2 separate regions of the Capsicum annuum genome follow, and region 2 is linked to region 1. The links are chromatin contacts, called in public Hi-C maps. All regions are on one chromosome and are shown on one strand. The core of a region is the stretch at or near the end of the contact, and the rest is flanking DNA. Distances in the headings are between cores, read along the strand shown. Region 1 has its middle 35 kb from the start of LOC107847043. Region 2 has its middle 14 kb from the start of LOC107847271.

Evidence for each region. A called contact is a pair of places that touch in the nucleus more often than the background predicts.
Region 2: a Hi-C map of leaf shows a contact between it and region 1, with 1.5 times the contacts expected there. The contact joins two enhancer-like sites. A contact is called at or near these places in 2 of 5 Hi-C or Micro-C datasets (leaf and placenta).

The regions. Positions count from the first base shown.
Region 1 is chr11:12,150,295-12,156,421 of UCD10Xv1.1, reverse strand. No RefSeq gene overlaps it. Among protein-coding and RNA genes, the nearest start is that of LOC107847043, 35 kb to the right of the region's middle. Within about 2 kb of position 3,036, at least 4 of the 5 cell types and tissues checked have an H3K27ac peak or open chromatin away from gene starts, as enhancers often do. A contact at or near this core is called in leaf, where this site is marked.
Region 2 is chr11:12,218,609-12,224,735 of UCD10Xv1.1, reverse strand. No RefSeq gene overlaps it. Among protein-coding and RNA genes, the nearest start is that of LOC107847271, 14 kb to the left of the region's middle. Within about 2 kb of position 2,180, at least 2 of the 5 cell types and tissues checked have an H3K27ac peak or open chromatin away from gene starts, as enhancers often do. A contact at or near this core is called in leaf, where this site is marked.

The DNA of each region.
Region 1 (6,127 bases), core at 1,787-4,286:
TTTTTAATTTTAGAACTTAGATAACTAAATTAAAACATATACTTATAAAAAGAAGATCAACTAATACGAAACGGAGAGAGTATTTAGATGTGGAAAAAATGCAAGTACATGTTTGAATGTATTTTTTGTGGAGTAATCCTTCCACACTTGCAAGTAAGTAGTGACCATTGATATCACCTAAATAGTAATTAGATCACATTAATTCCCACATCTTTTTATGCTTCAATTTTCCAATCGACAACTAGGGAAGCTCAATGGACAGCCAACAACATTAAGTATATGCTCTCTGATTATGCAAGCATTTTATTAGTACTATTAGTAGCTAGTACTATATATAATAGGGGCTAAAGTTAACTATCCTCATTATACATTATCTGAAAAAACTTACTATAATGTGCTCCTCTGATGAGAACAGTGCAAATAACACTTCCTTCTTAGGAAAGATTATGGAATATCTGGTTCGTATTAAGAATTTTGTGGTAGAAGGGATATGGACAATTAAGACTTGTTGTGTCCAAGCGTTGCAAGGGCTTAAGAACTGTTTTGTGCAAATGCTATCGACGCTGAAGAGTTGTGTTGTTCAATCATTACAGTGGCTTAAGAATTTTGCTTGTGAATTGTGGGACAAAGTAAAAGAATTTCTTTTGTGTGGCCTGGGAAATGATGGTGGCAATGGAAGTGATTTTGGTGGCAAGCAAAATGAATATGGTTTGTTGGATGAGGTGCGTTGTGTAGATGTTATAAGCCAAATGTTCGTGGATGAGTTAAAAAAGTTGGTGTTTCTGCTGGATGGTGTGATTGAGGCCTAGTTTATAAATATGATGAAAGATATTTAGGGAGGAAAAAGATGAGGGATGAGTAACCATTTCAGTTTTTTGTGTTAGGTTTTGTTACCTTTTTATGTCTAAAGGGTTAGCAGGCTCTAGTTGTTTATGTTATGCTTTGTGTTCAATTTATGGTCTTAAACCGTAACGTTTGTGCTGATCAATCGTCGAGCAAATTAAAAGGAAAATATAGTAACTGTGTTATTTGAGTCAATCTTATGTGTTCCTTTTTGAATTCTCCTCACGCTTTTCCATCACATTTTTCTCTTCAAAAACACTCGTCCCTTGGATTTTTATCCTTGTTCCTTTTATTTTGAACATTGAGATGGTTCATGCATAACATTCTTTTCTACACTATTTAGGCGACACATGCTACGGAGTTGTAGACTTGAGACATAGCACCAAAGAATTTTCTTTGACTTGTTTTGCTAGTTTGTTATTGTATGTTCAATATATAGTCTTAAGCATGTTGCTTTACTATAGTTCCAAACATGATTGGCAACAAAGTACTTGCAATGTTTTTTTTGTTTGTTTAAAAGGATCGGAAAAATTAGGTCATGTAGGTATAGGCATACTTATATGGCGTAATTAATGTTTAAAATAATAATTTGTAGTTTAAGTTTAGGTGAAATTGCTAAGTCTGCACTTTTGTAGTTCATAATATTTTAGTGAATTTCAGGGTTTGAATATATTTCCTATCTAAAGTATTTGTATATTTAAGCTAATTTCGGAGATTATATACCGTATTAAACCTAGTTGTTGCTATGTTTTGTAGTTACACAAACATTTTATAGTGTGTACAAGAAAAACTACTTCTATCTACTTCCAAAATAACTTAACATTTTCCAAAGAAGAGTTGTGGTATCTGCATATTGATGGACATTGAATTAATCAACGACTACACAAATCGCTGTCAACAAAGAAAATACAAGAGATGTGTTGTATTCCATGTTAATGTTACAACTCGGAACCAAAATAAGTCTAGTCATAAATAAAATGATCAAAATAAGTCATCTATTTAATAAGTTATCAAAATAGTTTAAACGTAATAAATTATTATGTTTTTTACTTTTTTTTAATGGTCAATTAACGGGGTTGACTTTTTATGAAATATAATAAATTATTACGTTTAATTATTTTTTTGGTAAAACATAATAATTTTTTACGTTTTATAAAAAAAATATATATAAAACATAATAAATTCTTACGATTTACATTAAAATTGAAATAAAAAAGTCGATTTGTCATATCAACACTAAAATAAACCCCACCCCCCCCCACCCCCTTTCTTTTCTCTTTTTTCTTTTCTCCCCCCCCCCCCCCCCTCACATTTTAGTACGAATAATTCATTTTTTCCTTTGTAATAATTTTTTGCGTTTTATACAAAAAATTGAAAAATAAAAAAGAGAGAAGTATTAGTTGCCTCATGAACTTGGCACTAACCTTATATTTATTCTATATCAAAATATAACCACTTCTACCCTTAATTATTTGATTTTTCTCTAAAATAATTATACTTTTGAGTTTTCCTCTACTCTAAAATAGTGAAATGTTGAATTTTCGTCGATCAAATATGTTATTATCTAAAAGAATTATATTTTTTATGTGTTAAAAATATGAAATTATTATTTCTGATTAGTGTTTCGATTAAAATTTTAAGGAGACTCATATGCACAAATAAGTTTCTTATTATAATTAATGGAATAAGAAATCACAATTTAATTTAGGAATATACAAAAATTGAACCGATAAAATGTTACAAGTATTAATTTATCGTTATTGGGTTAATGGAGGTTGTCCGATATTTAATTGGGTTAATAGAAAAAAAAAAAAAAGTCAAAACACATGACAAGTTGTCCGATGAATTAATGACACATGACTTTTAATCAAATAATTATATTATACTATACTATACAATATTATATCATACTGTACCGTATATTATGAAATCATGACAAACCATCCTCCAATCAGAGTTTAAGTGACCTTTTCCTGCTTTAATGATTTCTGCTTCTCACCCTTTCCTCAGGGGCGGATAGCTTTCCAAGCTCTTTTCACTAGAGAAGTGTTCCCTCAAAGTTTTTCTCCTTCACTTGAACTGAAAAATAAGGGTAAGATCATTCTTAAAAAATTAAAGCAAAAGTCAGACGAGAAAATTCAATGTGAATCGTAGTTAGACCTTAATGATCGCAGTTCAAAGAAATCTTAAATGGTTAGGACAGGGAGGAGGGAGAGGACCAGCAAGAACAGGGTGCATTGGGTGTATATTTGTTTATGGGTCAGGTCGGGTTAGTCTAGGGTTGGTGTTTTTTAAAAAAAAAATTGGGTCATTTTAATTGATTTGGATTTTTCGTCTATTTTAGGGGTATGAATGACAAATTTATTAACAACAACAATATATATGATCAAAAAATTTAGCGGAGCGTAAAACTAACCAATTTTTAAAAGTTAAGGGATATATTTGACCTTTTTTCCTTTTTTGTTTTGTTATTCACAAAATTTCGTCAAGCAATTTAATGGACCACACGGACATTCTTGCTTAATATACTTTCTCAGTGGCGAAGTACTTTTTTTTTTTTGGTTCTAATTTATATGATTCCTTTTTTTTAATTGATTTAAAAAAGAAGGATAAATTTTTACTTTTAGTAGTATTTTAGCTTTAAAATGTTTATTTTACTCCTAATTAATTATTCCCTCTATTTTATTTTACTTGTTTTAAATTTTCTAATTTAATTTCTCATTTTACTCATCATTTTTCACAAATCAAGAAGAGATAATTTTTTTTCTCCATGAAGCCCTTTGCATTAATTGTTTTTTCTTAAATTAAAATATAAACATCATTTAAAAGGGATACTATGATAAATTAATCATGCTATTAATTATTATTTTTAATCAATTTGTCAAGCTAAATTCAGACAAATAAAATGAAATGAAGAAAATAATTTATAGCCACCCAAATACATTTATTTTAGATCACAAATTTTCAAAAAAGAAAAATTCTTTCTTAAATTGCTTACTGAATTAACCTACCTCGCATTAAATGAGACAGATGAAGTAATAGTCCACCAAGTAGGGCAACAAGGACAATAAATTAGAATTCACAACACATATACCGGCACATATACATATGCTTGGGAAAGAAGAAAAGTAATATAATGTCATTTAATACTTATTTCATTTGTTTTTACTATTTTGAGTTGTCATATTTATTAAAAAAATAATTATTGATATGATTATTGCTATAACACTCTTATTAAATGATGTATGTCTTGAAATTAATTTGGAATAAAAATAATTAATGTTAAGTATATAATAGGAAAAGGAAATTATTTTTTTCTTGATTTGTCAAAAATAACAAGTAAAAATAAAAAATTAAATTAAAAAATAGTGACAAGTAAAAAAAAATGAAGAATGTACTAAAGAATTAATAATTAATATTTTTTTAATAAACAATAATTAATGTGTTAACAGTACTACTTTTTTTTTTTTCTAAATGAGTGATTGTTTAGCTTTTCATTTTGTTTCTAAATAAGAGGTTGCTTTAAATAACCAAGAAGTCATTAATAATATTTTTTTCAAATTTTTATCCTTCTTTAAATAAAAAAAAATTATAAAATCAAAAAACTACTAAAGAGTTGCATTCTTTTCAAGATACTAGTTTAGAATAGTCTTATCGTCATCAATAAAACTATATAAAAGAATTAAATGTTATATCAATTTAAATGATATAGATAAATATTGTAGGTAAAATGTTTATCACTTTTATATTTAGAAATATTAAATTTTCATATATTTGAAATAAGGAAGAGTTTAATACTAAAATTTAGTTAATTTTTAAAATCATAAATATTACTCCCTCCGTCGAACTTTATTAGTCCACTTTCCTATTTCGAGATGTCCAACAATATTCCTACATTTCAAAATACTTGATCTTCTGTGGAGTATTTATTTAATAAGGTCAAACATATGGCAAGGTCCCTCAATTTAACTCGAACTTTCACTTCACCTAAAGCGGACGTTGTTCATTTTAAACACGTAAACCAACTATCAACTGTGTCATTTTGACACATTTCGACACCAACTTTGACGCTTGGATTGAACTCGTTTCCAACGGGAATTAAATGGCCAATTGATTTGTGCCAACTCATTTTAATCGCCACATCATTATATACACTCACAATTTAATTTTATTTTTGTAAAAAGGGCCAAAACACATGACAAGGTGTCCAATGAATTAATGCGTGATTTTTTTACTATATAATTACATAAATGCCCCCACAATATTTTTCCCACGTAATCTTCTTTGAGCTTAATTAATCTCCATTAATGGAGGTTGAATTTTTCAAGAATGATAAATTCAACGATGTTCTCCCACAACGCCATCCTCATTCTCTAAGGATAATAAATGCGCATTAATAGCTTCACAATTTCAGACATACGTCTAAGAAAAAATATAAAGGAGGAGGTCAATGTTAAGTTAGAAAATTAATTAACGGAAGAAAGCCTAAATATGATTGGGAGTTTCTTGGAAGAAAACATAATACTTTACAAGATGGGTGCTTGGAAGTGAATCTTCTCCGACCAAATTGTATTTTAATAATATTTTTTGAAAGTTAATTATCATATTGATACAATATTTTATTCTTCGTTTTTGAATTAAAAACTCAATTTTAATATTCTTTTTATTTTCTCATACACATTATTTTTAGACAAAATATTGTTAGAAGTGATATGAAAAAAAAATATTTTAAAAAATTATTGTCTAAGAGATAGAGAGGGTTTGAAAGTATCATTAAAAGAGTTTGAGCTTGAAAAAATCGTGGAAGAAAATGGAATGAAAAAAAGGGTAAGAAGATGATAAAATTAAATAAAAATGGACTAAAATAAGGTTGTCACACGTCAAAATTCAAGTGTAGAACACTTACTTGCCATGTCAACGAAGGTGTCAAAATGACATAATTTATAGCTGATTTAAATGCTTAAAATAAAGGGGAAAGGACACCCACTGGCCATTTTGAAAACAAATGGTCAGCATATGGTAAGTTTCCCACATGGTAGCCAGTCGGCCAAAATAATACCCCGTAATAGCCATTGGGATATTTTGGCCTTTTTCTTCATATACAGTTTTTATACCAAATTGAGACAATGCTTATACCATATTGATACACTTTTTCAAAGGAGACAAAACCTATGCATGCATATACAATCTCTATGCTAAATTAATACAACGTTGTACCAAAATTGCTACAACGCTTATACCATATTGATACACTTTTTCAAAGGAGACAAAATCTATGCATGCA
Region 2 (6,127 bases), core at 931-3,430, 69 kb before region 1:
TATACGAGAGTATCATTTTACTGACAAAAGGATAACAGTAAATTTCACATGTCAAGCAATTAACGATTCATGCATATAATTTTGGAAAAAGGACATCCTATAACACTTTTTAAAACAATAGCCCAAGTTTGATATCTTTCCAAAAAGTGGTCAGTCGGGTGTACTATTTTCACTTTATAGTCATTTTCTTATTTTGGTCATTTTGGCCCACGTAGTTCAGATACAATCTATATACAATACTGATATAGTCCTTATACAATACTGATACAGTTTTCAACTTGGGTCATTCAGCCTTTTTAAAAATATTTCAATTTTTTTTTATTAATTTTTTAACTGGAAAAATATTTTACTTTTTTTTAATTGTTTAGAAATAATAATTAAATATAATTATATAAAAATGATATAATTGTTATATAGAACATGTATGAATGTATCTATATAAGATATATGTATCAAATATGTATATGTATAAAATATATATATAAAAAGTGTATAAAAATTATATAATTATTATATAAAATGTGTGAAAAAATACAAATATTGTATAAATTGTAAAAATTATACAATTTTTGTATGGAATATTATATGTATAAAATATGTATAAAAACTTTATAGATTGTGTGTAGAAAGGTATAGAACATACCAACAAATTGAAATGGCTAGAAAGTGGAATTTAAATTCCATGGTCATTTTTATGGAAATTGTTTAATTTGAAGTGTCGTTTCTGTCCTTTCACCTATAGTTTTTCTCTACCACTTTTACTCTCTCTCTCTCTTCTTTTTAAAATTATTATGAAACTGAACCAATATTTTTTATGAGTAATTAATTCTAATTTTTATTTTCGTAATTTAAAACAAAAAATACTTGAGATATATGAAAATTATTAAACTACACTAGACATGTTGTAGGTGAAAATTACAAGAGTTGAAAACTGAATAACTGTAATCGAAGATAGATAAAATTTATGGGTAATCACCTAACATTGAGTCTATCACATAAAAAATTGATTTCAATTGTTTTTAACATAAAAGTCATTTAATATTCAAAATTACTGTACAATTTTTTTTTTTATTTTGTGACATAAAAGTATCCTAACTTTAAAATTTAGTACATAAAAATATTTTATTTATTTTTTTCAAAAGATGTTTATAAAATTTACCATGCAAATACATATATTAGTGCGAAAAATAGTCAGATCATATTTTCTTCAATATTAATAATATTAAATTAAAATTATTATAAAAATATCAAATTAAGGAAGGTAAGTATAATGTTGTGTGCCCTCAATAAGTTATGTGTTATGAAGTAAAACATTAGAAATGTTTCTAACAACATCCCGAATGTAATTAATTTTTTTTGGACCATTGACATATTTTTGATATGATATATCAAAATTCAGATGAAATTTACTTTTTAGTTAATTTGATCAAAGTTGAACGAATTTTAAGTGACAAAGAATTAAGAAAAAATTTCTTTTATGTTACAAATTTTTTATCTTGAATGGTGTTTAAGTAAAACAAATTAAAATAATAATAATAGTAAAAATTGAACAATAAATTTTATAATTAATGAAGTTTACATAATAATTTAAAAAATTCTAGAGTAAATACATAAAGACCTCCCTGATCTTGTCCAAGTTTTGCAAAAAGACACTTAAATTTTAACTTCGATCTATTACCCCACGATTCTTCTTTATTTCGTTGCAAATACACCATTTAAATTTTCTGCGTGTGAAAAGGCTCAAAATTGACTTTATTGACCAATTAAAAGCTGCCACGTGTAAATAATTTGATATATAATTATCTTTTTTTTTACATCAATATTTATTTAATTTTTAAAATTATCTCATACCCCCTATCCCCCCCCCCCCCCCGCCAATACCCCCACCCCACCATTGTCTTCTTCCCCATTTGATAGTTTCTTCTTTATCACCATAACTCAACAACAACATCAATTACAACAACAAAAACAACATCATCATCACCATAACTCTCTCTCCTCAATTCTCTCAATCATCACCATAACTCTACTCATCTTTTACCATCAACATGTTTACTTTCTTCAATTTCAAGTTCTTATTTTCAATTTTTTTTTTTACATTTTGAATAATTTTATAAAACCCAATATATTTCAAGATGATTAGGAGTATTTTTTTTATTTACATTTCAATAAGATATTTATGGGTTTTAGAAAATTCACTAATTCATTTACAAAAAATTTAAATTTTGATATTATTTTTCTCAAAATCTTCATTGCTTTAGAATATCAAAGTTTATTTAGATAAAAGGATGATTAATTTCATTTTAATAACTTAATCAAAGTTGAGAAAGTGCTAAAAAAAATTGTAAGAAAATGGTTCTAATTGTTGTGTAATGGTAGAAGGGAATGGAGATGTTTTGTGGAGAAGAAGGACACGTGGAGTAAAATTATTGGTGCAAAGGAAAAAAGAAAGTCAAAAAGTAAGAGAGAGAAAAAAGAAAGAAGAAAAAAATATAAAGAAAATAATTAAAAATAAAAAATATGTATTTTTTTATTAAGTAGACGTGTCAAATTTTAATTGGTGCGTATAAAACACCTACTTTTTGAAACTGGGTTTCGTCCAAAAATGGTATAATAATATCGATTTAAAATTGTTTAGGGAGATATTAGGATACTCATAAAGTTTAAGTGTCTTTTTAAAAAAACGGTCCAACATTAAAAAAGTATTTATGTATTTTCTCAAAATTCTATTATAAATTCAATATTCACACCATGAACTGGTTTCTTTTAAATTTAATACTCACGCCATAATTAATGTGATGCCATTGAATATTCACACCATGAACTGATTTTTTTTTTTTGGACTTTCTTACCCCTCCCTTTCCAAATTAATTATATAGTTAATAGGTGTCAATCTTAGTTAACGATATTCCAGGAGAGTCATGCAATGTTGTAACTTGTGGTCTATTTCGATCTAATAATTTGTGAATCATTACTTATATTTATTATTAATATGACCATTAAATGAGTATTTTTTTATTAAATATCACACTTAAATATTTTTTTTACGTATAAAACATTTAAACTATAATAGTCAAAATTCAAAACACTTTAGCTATAATAAACATTGATACATTAAAAGGTTATTAAAATCATATAATTCACAAGCATCGACCGTAGTTAACATCCATCTATGCGAGTTACACATTAATGTTGTAATTTTATGTCCGTATGTTACGCCGGTGTAATAACTTGCGAATCACTACTTATATTTGTTATTAGTATGACCTCTAATTAAGTAATTTTATTGATTATTATGTAAAAATAAATTTATTCTATAATCTTAGATAATTTGCTATATAATTTGAGAATATTTCAACAGTCAAAATTCAAAATACTTTAGAATAATAGATATCGACACATTATAAAAATCATAGAATTCACATAGTCCACAAGTGTCGGCCTAATAATTAACAACAACGCAAGAGAGTTACATATTAATGCTATAATCTTGCGCGCTTAATGTTATGCCGATTTGATAACTTGAAAATCATTACTTATATTTCTCTTCTATTAGTTATTATGTTTAAATAAATTCAAATTACATAATTAAATAATTTTTAATATATTGACGTTAGTCAAAACTCAAAATGCTTTGATATGATAGATATTGACGCGTGATAGAAATCATAAACTTTACCAAATTGTGTATTAGACTAAGTAATTAGAATAATTTTTAATTAGAAAAAATATTTATTTATACTATTACCAAACTTAAAGTTTAATTGCCTCCTTCAACACTATATTAAATGAAGAATAATGCTTAAAAATATAGATCCTAATTTTGTATCATACTTTATTTTACATACATTAAAAACGACGTTATTTAAAATAGTATACAAAATAAAATATGTCTATTTTTGAATATTTACTGATAATTAGATACTCAGTGATTTTATTTTTTTTAAAACATCCTCTTAACTAGTATTGTCGAAAAAACTGAAATTTTTTAGCCGTAGTTAAAATGGTGATATAACATTCTTGTTTGGAACTACATAATATAAAAAAATTTAATTTGGTTTTCTAGGTATAGTTATAAACGCCCCATTATCGGTTAATTTTTTATTTAAAATATCTAATCTCAAAAATTACATTGTATTTTTTCTTGTAAAACATTTATTGTATATACAGTACACTAATCATTGATAAACTGGACATGATTTTATTTACTCAATTATTTTAAAAAATATATATAATTATAAACTTTCGAATCCATGCTTAATTACTATTCTAATTTGTATTGCTAAGTAATTAAGTAAAATTTTAAGCAACTAAAATATTCTTTTATAGTTATATTAACGTGAAGTTCAATTGTCTCCTTCAATATGAAAGTTATTTTAAGCGAAAAAATAATTTTTTTAGAGGTACTCATTCGTATGTTCTTAACATAATTGGGTGGAGAGTTTATGTATACATTCAGAATATAATTTGTATAGGCCTATTAGATAGTAATGAAAAATAATATTAATTTGTATAAATTAAGTTACAAAAGTGTTTTTTACTAAAGAGCATAAACTTTTTTTTAATCAACTAAACTATAATTTTTAAAAACTAAATTGTGTAAAAAAAAAATTAAACGAGGACTGCCAAAGATTTTTCATTCGTCTCAATATAAAATATAAAAGAGATACATCAAAAGATTTTTTATTTTTCTTAATTGCCAAAGAATTTTTACTTTCGTAATTCAAGGAGTTTGGGAATAGGAAAGGTTAGTTTAACTTGGAGGGAAAAGTTTTGAGAAAACAACGCAAAATTTAATGTAAGGATATTATGGACTTTTTATATTTATGATCAAATTTGTCAAAATTATTATGGCCATTTAGCAGTGCACTTGTACTGTACTGTAGTGTTCTAGGGCTGGGCATGGTATGGTATATATCGAATACCGTATCGAAATCGAAATTTTTTATAATGCGGTGTGGATGTTATGATATATGGTATGCTATTTGGTAGGAGTTTCAAATGATTTTGGTATTTGATATGATATTTGGTATTTATACAATAAATACTGAAATACTGTATACCGCATCAAAGTTTTTTAGTAATATATAAAATTCATATAATATTATATTTAAGATTATTAAATATATTTATATATCATCCATTAGCCAATTGAACGTAAAAACATCTTTTATTCAGAAATATAATTTTTGAGAAACTTATTATTTAGAAGTACTATGATTAAGTTTATGTAATGTTGTTCATAGTTTGCATCTTGGACTACTCAATAGCGATTGAAATGTTCTTTTTGTGTAATTGATCAACAAATATAGTTGTTAATTTTATATGATTGATACGTTTTTAAAGTTTAAAGTTGTAGTTTTTTATATGAATATATGTAAGTCGAAATCAAATAAAGTACGGTTATCGAATTATGTTATTGGAAAATACCAAAACCGAATTTAAAAATACCGAAGCATACCAAAAAAATTTGGTATGGTAATGGTATTGTTCTTTTAAATACCAAAAATCGAAATTATCATATCAAAGTTTAAAATACGTTACTGTACCATACCATGCCCACCCTATACTGTTGAATTCATCACATTAATTCCCACATCTTTTTATATGCCTTCAGTTAAATAGCGTCTCTCGATTATAGTACTAGTAGCAGTATATATAATAGGCCACTTTTGTTTGTCAAAAACATATTTAACTTTCCATAATCTGAAGAACTGTTAAGTATTACTATTATGGATTCCATTGTAGGAAAAATATGGGAGTATCTGTGCCATCCTACTAACTCTGTTTTCCAAGGGCTACAGATGGTGAAGAATTGCTTTGTCGATAAGCCACAGTGGCGTAAGGATTTTGTTTGTCAAGTGCTGGACATGCTAGAGAACAGTGATGTCAAGTTGCTGGAGAAACTAAAAGTTCCTGCTGGCAAAGTGGTGTTAAGGCAAACGAAATTTGGTGGCAAAGTGTTGCTTGCGCTGACGAATGTTGGTGGAGAAATTGTAGGGAAACTAGAGAGTAATGTTGGTGGTTGGTTCAATGATAAGCTTCCGAGTACTGAAGATAGAAATGAGCTGCTTCAAATTGCTTCTCTTATCATAGAGTTGATGCTGGCAAAAAGTGATGGAAGTAC